Linked DNA regions of Danio rerio: region 1 is linked to region 2. Evidence: chromatin contacts called from public HiCAR-type data. All regions are on one chromosome and are shown on one strand. The core of a region is the stretch at or near the end of the contact, and the rest is flanking DNA. Distances in the headings are between cores, read along the strand shown.

Region 1 (4,691 bases), core at 91-2,590, 63 kb before region 2:
TAAGCAGACAGTGCTAAATATGCAAAAAGTGAAAACATATATAAGCTTGTCACTTCTAAGCTCATATAACTTAAGTTCAATAGTACTTTTGTTGTCCACTGATGTAGCATAAAAAAAGGAAATGGAAAGGGGGAATCCAAATACAATGTTTAGAGATTTTTCTGCTCCCATAATTCTGTGGTGAGTTGTTTTGGATATCATATAAACAGATGTTTCAATATAACTGTAACATTTACTTTCTCTGTCAACTTATGTTTTGAGATTTTACTGCAAATGTCACATCCATAACGCTGGAATCGCTCACAAGTGGTCACAAAGTGAAGTTTTATAAACTAATTTTGAGTGGAGAATATGATTGATTGTGGCTGGACTCTCATCTGCAATTATTGATAAACAGATTAATCCAAGCCTACAACAAATAGCCAATTTCATCCTACTTCCCTTATCTTCATATTTTTATGCAGAATTCCCCCTCCAGGGGGAGCTCTCAAGAACTTCCTGATCTTTGACCTCCTTACTCCTTACACGCTAGATGGCCAGGTGGGAGCAGTGGGCTCAATATTCTCAGGGTTCTGTCACCGAACAGCATGTCAAACCTGCAATTAGTATCAAGTAATATCAATGTGTGAACTCTTGAAATGCATTGGTAATTTGGAAATGGTACTAGATCTCGACTGGCTACTGAAAACTCATCAAGTGTTCCAAAACGTAGTAAACAGCCTACATAGATAACATGCTAGCCATCATAAGATGACCTAGTAGCTTTAGAATTGTTCTGCAATCTCAGTTTTTTAAATAAATAGTGAAATTTCTAATTTAACAACATATTTGACATGCATAGTGTTTCAAAACCAGTTGACTTGCTTAATAAAATAATACTTTTAGACATTATTAGACTTGTGTCTATTGCCTAGACATTCTTTCTGCAACAACATTGCTGTGAAGTCCAGAAATTGCTTAGTAAGCAAGCATCTCATTAAGTTTTAATATGCCATATCTATAAAACCCATACATAAGTGAGAATAACATAGACCTATAAGTAGAAAGTAACTCTGCAAGAACACTCGAGAGTCTTGTGAGGGAAGCCTGGAAACACTGATTGTGTGAGACAGAGCGCGAGTGTGAGAGAGAGTTATTTGCGTCTGATTATAAGTGTGTGCGTACAAATTGCGAGCAGGTTTTTGTGAGAGAGAAAAAGAGAGTGCGAGAAGTAAGACGCTTCTGTGCTTCGATGGAGCCCACGTCTGCCCGTTCTGCTGAGCACTGTTTGTGTGAGTGACAGCACCCCGAGAAGTTATCTGCACGCCAGTGGAACAGTGTTTATCACTGCCGCTGTGATTCATCGCACTGCAAATGAAAAGCAGCAGGCAGGCCCTGAACAAGACTCACCACTGCACACACGTACCCACATGTTTGGGATGTGTTAGGATGGGTGACTATGCGATTATATATTTATCGAAATTCAGCAGGATAGACATCGTATATTTATTCCAGATTTTGTTCTTTCGAGTGATTTCACATTTTTACCTGCAGTCTGTTTTTATTTTGTCTATACACACAGTAGATTATGAAAAAAGATTGATGGTGCATCTCCGCTTTCTTGCACTGACAAAAAAAAAGGAAGGCAAAATGCGTCTTTGTACAGGCTGGGCCATTTATATGGATACACCTTTGTGAACTTATTGGGAATTTCACAAGAAAAGCAATGGTGCGGTTTGTTTTAAATGTAACTTTATTCTTTCATAAGTTATTTACAAGCCCCCTTACATATACTAATGTGCCACAAACAGGATGTTAATATCACCAACCATTCTCATTTTATTAAGGTTTATCCATATAAATGGCCCACCCTGTATAATAGTAATCATGAGTAGATCACAAAAAATAAAAATAAAAACATGCATCAGTAATCATACATACTGCAGTTGCTTAGTACAGTATGGCTCATGTATTTGTTTACATAGACTGGGCATGTGACCTGTACTACAACCCACCATAAGGGGGCGCTCTAAGTGTTTTGCCTTCACCTTTCAGTGCTTGTGATGCACACTTGATCTGTACATTTCCCTCACCCCTCTGTTATATTTAGCTGTTATTGATCTTTGTGTCATTTGTGTTCATACATACAAACATAATTTCTCAATGCCATTATTCACTTCGAGCTACAAGTATGCCTCTTGTCATTCTAATTCAAATTCCAAATACTTTTAATAGAGTAATACTTTTATTATTTTATATTATATTCTTAATTTGTATTATTTTATTGGAGTATTAATAGTATTGATACATTCAATTTGATCTTGCATATATTTGGAATAACGGCTGCTTATGATTCAACTTAGACATTTATGTACATGAGTTATTTAAAGAAAATATCTAATATATTATAATTGTCTAAAATATTCTAATTATATTTCAATTCAAGTTCGTTTGTATACCACTTTTCAGAATAAATATTAATGCAAAAGCACCTTTAGAAAATGTGCACATTATTGCATTACAAATTCAGAAAAGTTAAGGTTGTGAGTTACCATAGCTTGACTAATTAACTAGCAACTAATAGCATTTAACTGTTAAAGTTATTATCAATAAACATATTTAATCTGCTGTTATAAATAGGTCATGTTTATGTGTTCAGTGAAGTGTATTTGTGTTTTAGTTGTTCGTGTTGTGCTCAAGAACCACAGTTAAATGATCTACATGTTAATTGACATCCGATTTTATGAGAGATGTGTGAGTAAAAATCTCCCCCCATGGCCTTTAGGGGGCAGTTCACTTAATTTGCTTAATTTACTCACCTTCTGGCCGTCTAACACAATAATTTAACTGACGTCCTTGATGATTTATAAAATGGGTCTACCAGCATTGTGAGTGTAAAAAAATACAAAGACAAAAATACAATTTGAATTAGTTTGAAATAGGGGTGGGCAATTTAGCCTAAAATTCAATTAATTTCATCTCTATTTCTATGGCACTTACAATGTATATTGTGTCAAACAGCTTACCATAGAAGATTATTGTAAATTGAAACCGTGTCAGTCCAATTTTCAGAGTTGAAGTTCAGTTCAGTGTGGTTTAATTTTCACGGCTGAGAGTTCAAACAGTGAAGAGCAAATCCATCGATGCGCAGCTCCACAAGTCCCAAACCCTGCAAGCCAGTGGCAACAGCGGCAGGGAACAAACTTCACTGATTGACGATAGTGAAGGAAAAAAAAAAACTTGAGAGAAACCAGGCTCAGGCCCCACTTACACTAATGCGTTTTCGTTTTAAAATGCATAAGTTTTGCTACAGTTACGCCATCTGTCCAAACTACGGCAAAGTTCTCGAACGCCGAAAACGGAGCATTTTGAAAACGCTGGAGAGGCCGTTTTCATTCTAAACCGCTGCTGCTCTGTTTCAGTGTGGATGAGAAAACGGAGACATCTGAAAACGGAGGAGGGACTGCTGAGATTCGCTACCTGATTGGGGCTTTTGTGTCATTGCGTATCCTTCCCTTATTCGTCAAGTCCCTATCACATGACTATAACACATGGCTTTAACGCTACCGGAAGATAGTACTGTAAACAACAAAATGGACACAGAAATGGGAGCATTGTTTGCACTATTGTCTGTTTCGGGCACCATTGTGCAGTTATTCATTTGTTACGTTTAGTAACAACTCGACCTTGCGTCTGTCCACAAAAATACCTCTCTTGCTTTCTTTGCCATTGCGTTTTATGTACAACCGGCGTTTGTTGACTAACAAAAACCAAATGCCGAGCGAGACGCATGCTTTCTGTTTATACTAGAATGCGCATGGCCAGAGTGCGCGAATGGTCACATGATATACGTTTTTGGTGGCGTAGTGTGGATGGAGATATGTTCAGAGACGCTAGGTGAAACGCTAGGGTGGATGCGGATCATTTTTGATCTAAAACTCTGTTTTAAAACTAAAACGCACAAGTGTAAACGGGCCTCAGTTGGGCACGACCATTTCTCCTATGACCAAATTTCTTTGGCAGAGGTGCAGTCTAGGTGCCGGAGGCTGGAAAAAATTAAATCTTGATTATTTGAATATTGTAACTCGATTTCAATTAATGAACGAATATTTTATTAATTAATTTATTTAATTTTTTGCCCTCATAGTTTACTGACAATTTTGTACAACATGTTCACTTATTACAAGAGATTTTTATGAAGTCTGCATTACTTGATTTTGAAGTAATTGAAGGAAACGCACTACTATCTACTATTAATGATTATTTATTGAACAACAGCATTGCCTAATTAACTTGTACTTTTGCAAACAAAGTAGATTATTTTCAATGTTTTCAAATTAAAAGTTGGAAATAAACTGTGTCTTTTCTAAATAAAATAACTCTTGCATATCCTGTAAATAATATTTTAAACCGTGCATTTTTTATATCTTCTGTAAACAAATATTACGCTGTAAATAAAATAAAATAGGAAATCATAAGAAATAGGAAACAAGTCACGTCTAAACATTCAAGGCTTCCTCTAAACCAGCCTTTAAACTAACTAGTCATCTTATTTTTAAATCACTCATCAAAACATTTTATATTATACAACCTCAAAATACAACCATTCTTGGCATTCCACCCTGCCTGCTTCGGCTGACCAGACAGTGACACTGTTTGTGATATTACAAGCTTCATCGCTCAGTGCTGTGTCTGCGACCCAGAAGTCTTTA
Region 2 (4,194 bases), core at 1,535-4,034:
ACAAATGCCTAAAGCCTGGTTTATACTCAACGCATTCGCTAGATTTTTTATTTTTTATTTTATTTATTTAAGAACGACACACAAAACAATGCCAGAGGTATGCAAAAAGAATAATAAAATCTTAATAAAATTATATAGAAGTACAAAAACTCAATAAGTAAAAAAAAATAAAATAACAAAGTAAACAAAAAAAATATTACAAAACAAAACTAGGCCTTGCTAACTCTCAATAACTTAAAAGTGTCAAACAAATACACGGTTTTAACAGTTTTTTTGTTTGTACTCTCCTTAATGGTATTTATATAAATATCTAGATCTTTAACTACCACCAAAAACGAATGTGACGTCATCGTGTTGTTTGCGGAGGTTCACTTTGGGTGCGCTCAACATGATTTTGGCTGGCGGAGCGCACAATTGTTTTGAGACTCGAGCGAACAGTTTGCTCGGTGCTACATTTCATTTGAGTTAAATATGAATCACTTTAAAGAGATTTTGTCTGAAATGGGTACGACTGTGCAGACATTTTTATGATCCATTCATGCGTGATCATAGAGACAACCAGTTGGACAACATATATTTGTAGAGCAACCCATGTACTCTTGTCATTAACATTTATTATACTTTAATAGGTAAAACTGTCAGAGATATGAACAAAAGCAAGTGATGCATCAACCTTTGATTTAAAACAATTCTTGAATGGTTATAAAAATCCTTATACTCATCAAAATAATTTATAAAATAATAAAAATAATTATTAAAAAAACCTCAATAATATTAATGATATGACGTATTTCTGGAAACTTCCTATTTCTCTTGTTTATTCGCTGATTTTATGCTGTTTTTTTTACTGCCCCTATCATTTTAAAGAATATGTCCATGGTGAAAGCATCAAGTATAAAAGCCTCTTCTACTTCATGAGGTGCGTGCACAGTCAGCGGAAGTCTGCCACGTGGTGCCAGACAAACATATTTACCTTATTCTTTAATGCGAAAGTGCACTCGTTTTTGCGATTGCTTTAGAGCACAGGTGTCAAACTCAGTTCCAAAAGGGCCGCAGCTCTGCACAGTTTAGTTCCAACCCTAATTAAACACACCTGATCAAACTAATTGAGTCCTTCAGGCTTGTTTGAAACCTACAGGTAAGTGTGTTGGAGCAGGGTTGGAACTAAATGTGCAGGGCTTCGGCCCTCCAGGAATTGAGAAAGAATAAAGGTGTATAAAGAATAAGAATAAGGTGAATAAAATCCGCCTTAACATTGAGGATGGTGTCCATACCTCTAGTTGTTTCAAATTAAATATTTATGGTGTGACAACACATACTTTTGTATGCATTTGATGTACTCCTTGCTGCTTCTTACGCTTTTGTCGCAGCACCAGTGGCACCCAAAATTAGGAACCAAAAATCCATATGCAGATTCAGTCTGGTGCATACCGGTTGCATAGCACAGGGTTTCAGTTCCCAACCCTATGTAGGACAGGTAAAATTATATGCTAGCAAAAAGTGGCTATAGAGTTAAGTTTTCGATCTGGTCTAATATAATATTGTCATTTTAAATTAGTATTAGTATGACGCAAATTTTAAAATATATGTACAACTAGTGCACACAATTATTCAAACGAATGTCACTGGCATTTTTAAGAAAGTAATCTTTTTGTAATACTATATATTATATATTATTAAAATTGACAGTAACAGTTTTCATAATGTATATAATATTTCTATTAAAAATGTTAGAAAAAAAAAGAAGCAAAATATTTATCAGGATTTTCACAAAAATAAACTGTTTTTAAGCATTGATAATATGGAATGAGCACCAATTCGGTATAGGAGCATTCACAGCAACAAACATGTGACACTACAGACCGGTGTAATGGATGCTAAAGCTATATATATATTAAATGTTTAGTCCTACAAAATACCTCCATAATCCAGCTCAGATCAAATCATATATATGCATATGTTGCAGTAAAAGCTCTATACTGATCCTCCATTTAGGTCAGCGAATGATAAATGGTGTGTTTTTTTTTTTTTTTAAGATAATGGAGAATGCTTTTACTGATTTTTGCTTTTAATAATGTGATAGGCCAGTTTAGAGTAATCTCATCCTGTTTTACTGCATCTAGACATGTTAGAACTCTCGTATTGGAAATCAATGTCAGATGGTGAGATACTGTCCTTCTGCGACGGCATGAAAATTGACTTTTTTTGGCTTCTCTCTTTCACATTTGGAATCAGCTCTTTGTAATTGAATAACACTGATCTGAGAGCGCAGGTACAGAGATGGAGCCCTGATCAAAGCTGCGGTTTAAGCCAGGACATTGATCCTCCCAATCCTCTGTTTCCTCCCAGTCCTGTCTTAAATCACTAACAAACATCTTTAACCAAAGGAGGAACAGCCTGTTCTGTGTGTTTCCAGCCTTGAGGGAATGGCCGAAGTTGTCTACGTTTGTGTGCAAATCCTTTCGAAGCTTGGGAATCACTGCTTGTTTATGTATTATGTCCTTCATCGTTAGCAGGCGATTGTTGAGCTCTTGGAAATGAGTATTGTACTGACTTCCTCCCAGTGTGATTCTCCATATGCTGTGTAGACATGAGCCACTGGCTATTTCCTTAACTTACCAGGGTGTAAATAGGAGGCCGAGAGCTGATCCACCACTGGGAGACCTTGAGAGATGTGTGTTAACCAAAAAAAGTGAGACTTCCTTTATGTGCTTCCTTCCCTGTGGGTCTGTGGCTGTTGTGTATGTGTGTGTGCGCGAGAGAATGAGGGTATAAATAGGGAGCCGGTGGCAGTGATGGTCTGGGGAAAAGATCTTCGTGTCCTAAATGACCTCAGCTTCCACACGCAGGTGCATCCTGGCCTGAGCTGGTCACAACATCACTGATGGTAGAAGAAAACAGTGCTGGCAAATGTACTTTGCTGAGAAAACACTGGAGACAGCACCTTTTGTTGTGGTGTTCTCGTTGCAGATTTCCTATTCATGTGCCATGGCTATTAAAAGAGGAAATCCAGGGGTACAGATTGTTTCTTTGAGATGCAGCCCTGGTGGAATAATTAAATGCAGTCCTTTATAATCGGCAAGAAACGTGAAGGTTTTTCATTCAAGGGTTTGTTCAGCCAAAAATGAAAATGATGTATTTTATTACCCTCATGTTGTTTCAATTTCTTGAAGCCTTTGTTCATCTTTAGGATACAAATTAAGATATTTCAGGTGAAATCTGATTCCCTTGTCCTCCATAGGTCAGTTTCTGACAAGGTCAAAGTCCACAAACAGGGCCAGACCTATGGAACAAAATCAATGCCAAAAGTCTTGAATTAAAATGCAAGAACTTGTTAATACGGTGTATTATTTTTTCAGTTTGTGATATTCAACAAGCTTTTTAATTCAAGACTTTAGACATTGATTTTGTTCCACACAGACCAACGTAAGTGCTAGATGAGGCTCAAGCCTCAGGGCCCATGGAAGAAGGCGGCCCTTGATTGGCTGAAGAACTAATTTGCTATGACGCGGGAAACGTCTCTTTGCTTTCTCTCGTTGATAATGTGAAGTATTCCTTTCGATTCGCTGCTGTTCAAAAACAGTGACGCCTGTGCTAAACTGGGGCTCAGAGGGGCTGTAGCCCAATCAGAATATTGAATAGCCCTGTTTTAGTCATCAGACGTCCCAATTTTCCCAGAACAGTCCTTTATTTTGGCACTACCATGAAAACCAAGCTCGTAGGGGAACAAAAAATAAAATTCAAACAGTCTTCATCACTGATACACTTGTACATGTAATAACAGAAGCTGGGATAGGCGGAATCATACTGAAAGGACTGCGCTGTCTCAGCCGCGGCGGTTACAGCTGGACTCAAACAAGTAAAAACACTCGGTTATTACAGTAAGTCTAACTTAACCAGTTGGAAACCAAACTTTAGGAATGTTTTCTTTGCCCCTTTTGTGAAAACGACAGTATGGAGCAATGCCATGTTGGCGCTGACTTTCATTAGACAATACATCTGATGCAATAAATAAACAAAATAAGGATGCCAGCCTTCTGTAACTCAGAAGACCACAATAAGATATTTTGGATATTTGAAGCATGGATATTAAAGATATTATATCATTAGGGATTTATGGTCAGCTGTGGTTCTAAATAAATATTTTAAAGGTAAACCCCTATTCAAAGTATTTATTATCAAACGCTAATTTAG

Evidence for each region. HiCAR-type assays count read pairs that join an accessible place to other places.
Region 1: a contact with region 2 is called in a HiCAR-type map of caudal fin, with 4 times the contacts expected there. The contact joins two enhancer-like sites. A contact is called at or near these places in 2 of 18 Hi-C or Micro-C datasets (caudal fin and embryo) and 1 of 4 datasets of contacts at active chromatin or transcription factors (caudal fin).

The regions. Positions count from the first base shown.
Region 1 is chr2:42,666,825-42,671,515 of GRCz12tu, reverse strand. All of the region lies in intron 2 of spsb4a (splA/ryanodine receptor domain and SOCS box containing 4a), which reads left to right. All of the region lies in intron 1 of LOC141378646, which reads left to right. Among named protein-coding and RNA genes, the nearest start is that of zgc:136870, 22 kb to the right of the region's middle. Within about 2 kb of position 1,340, at least 9 of the 62 cell types and tissues checked have an H3K27ac peak or open chromatin away from gene starts, as enhancers often do.
Region 2 is chr2:42,606,156-42,610,349 of GRCz12tu, reverse strand. All of the region lies in intron 1 of LOC141378646, which reads left to right. Among named protein-coding and RNA genes, the nearest start is that of cbln7, 22 kb to the right of the region's middle. Within about 2 kb of position 2,784, at least 6 of the 62 cell types and tissues checked have an H3K27ac peak or open chromatin away from gene starts, as enhancers often do.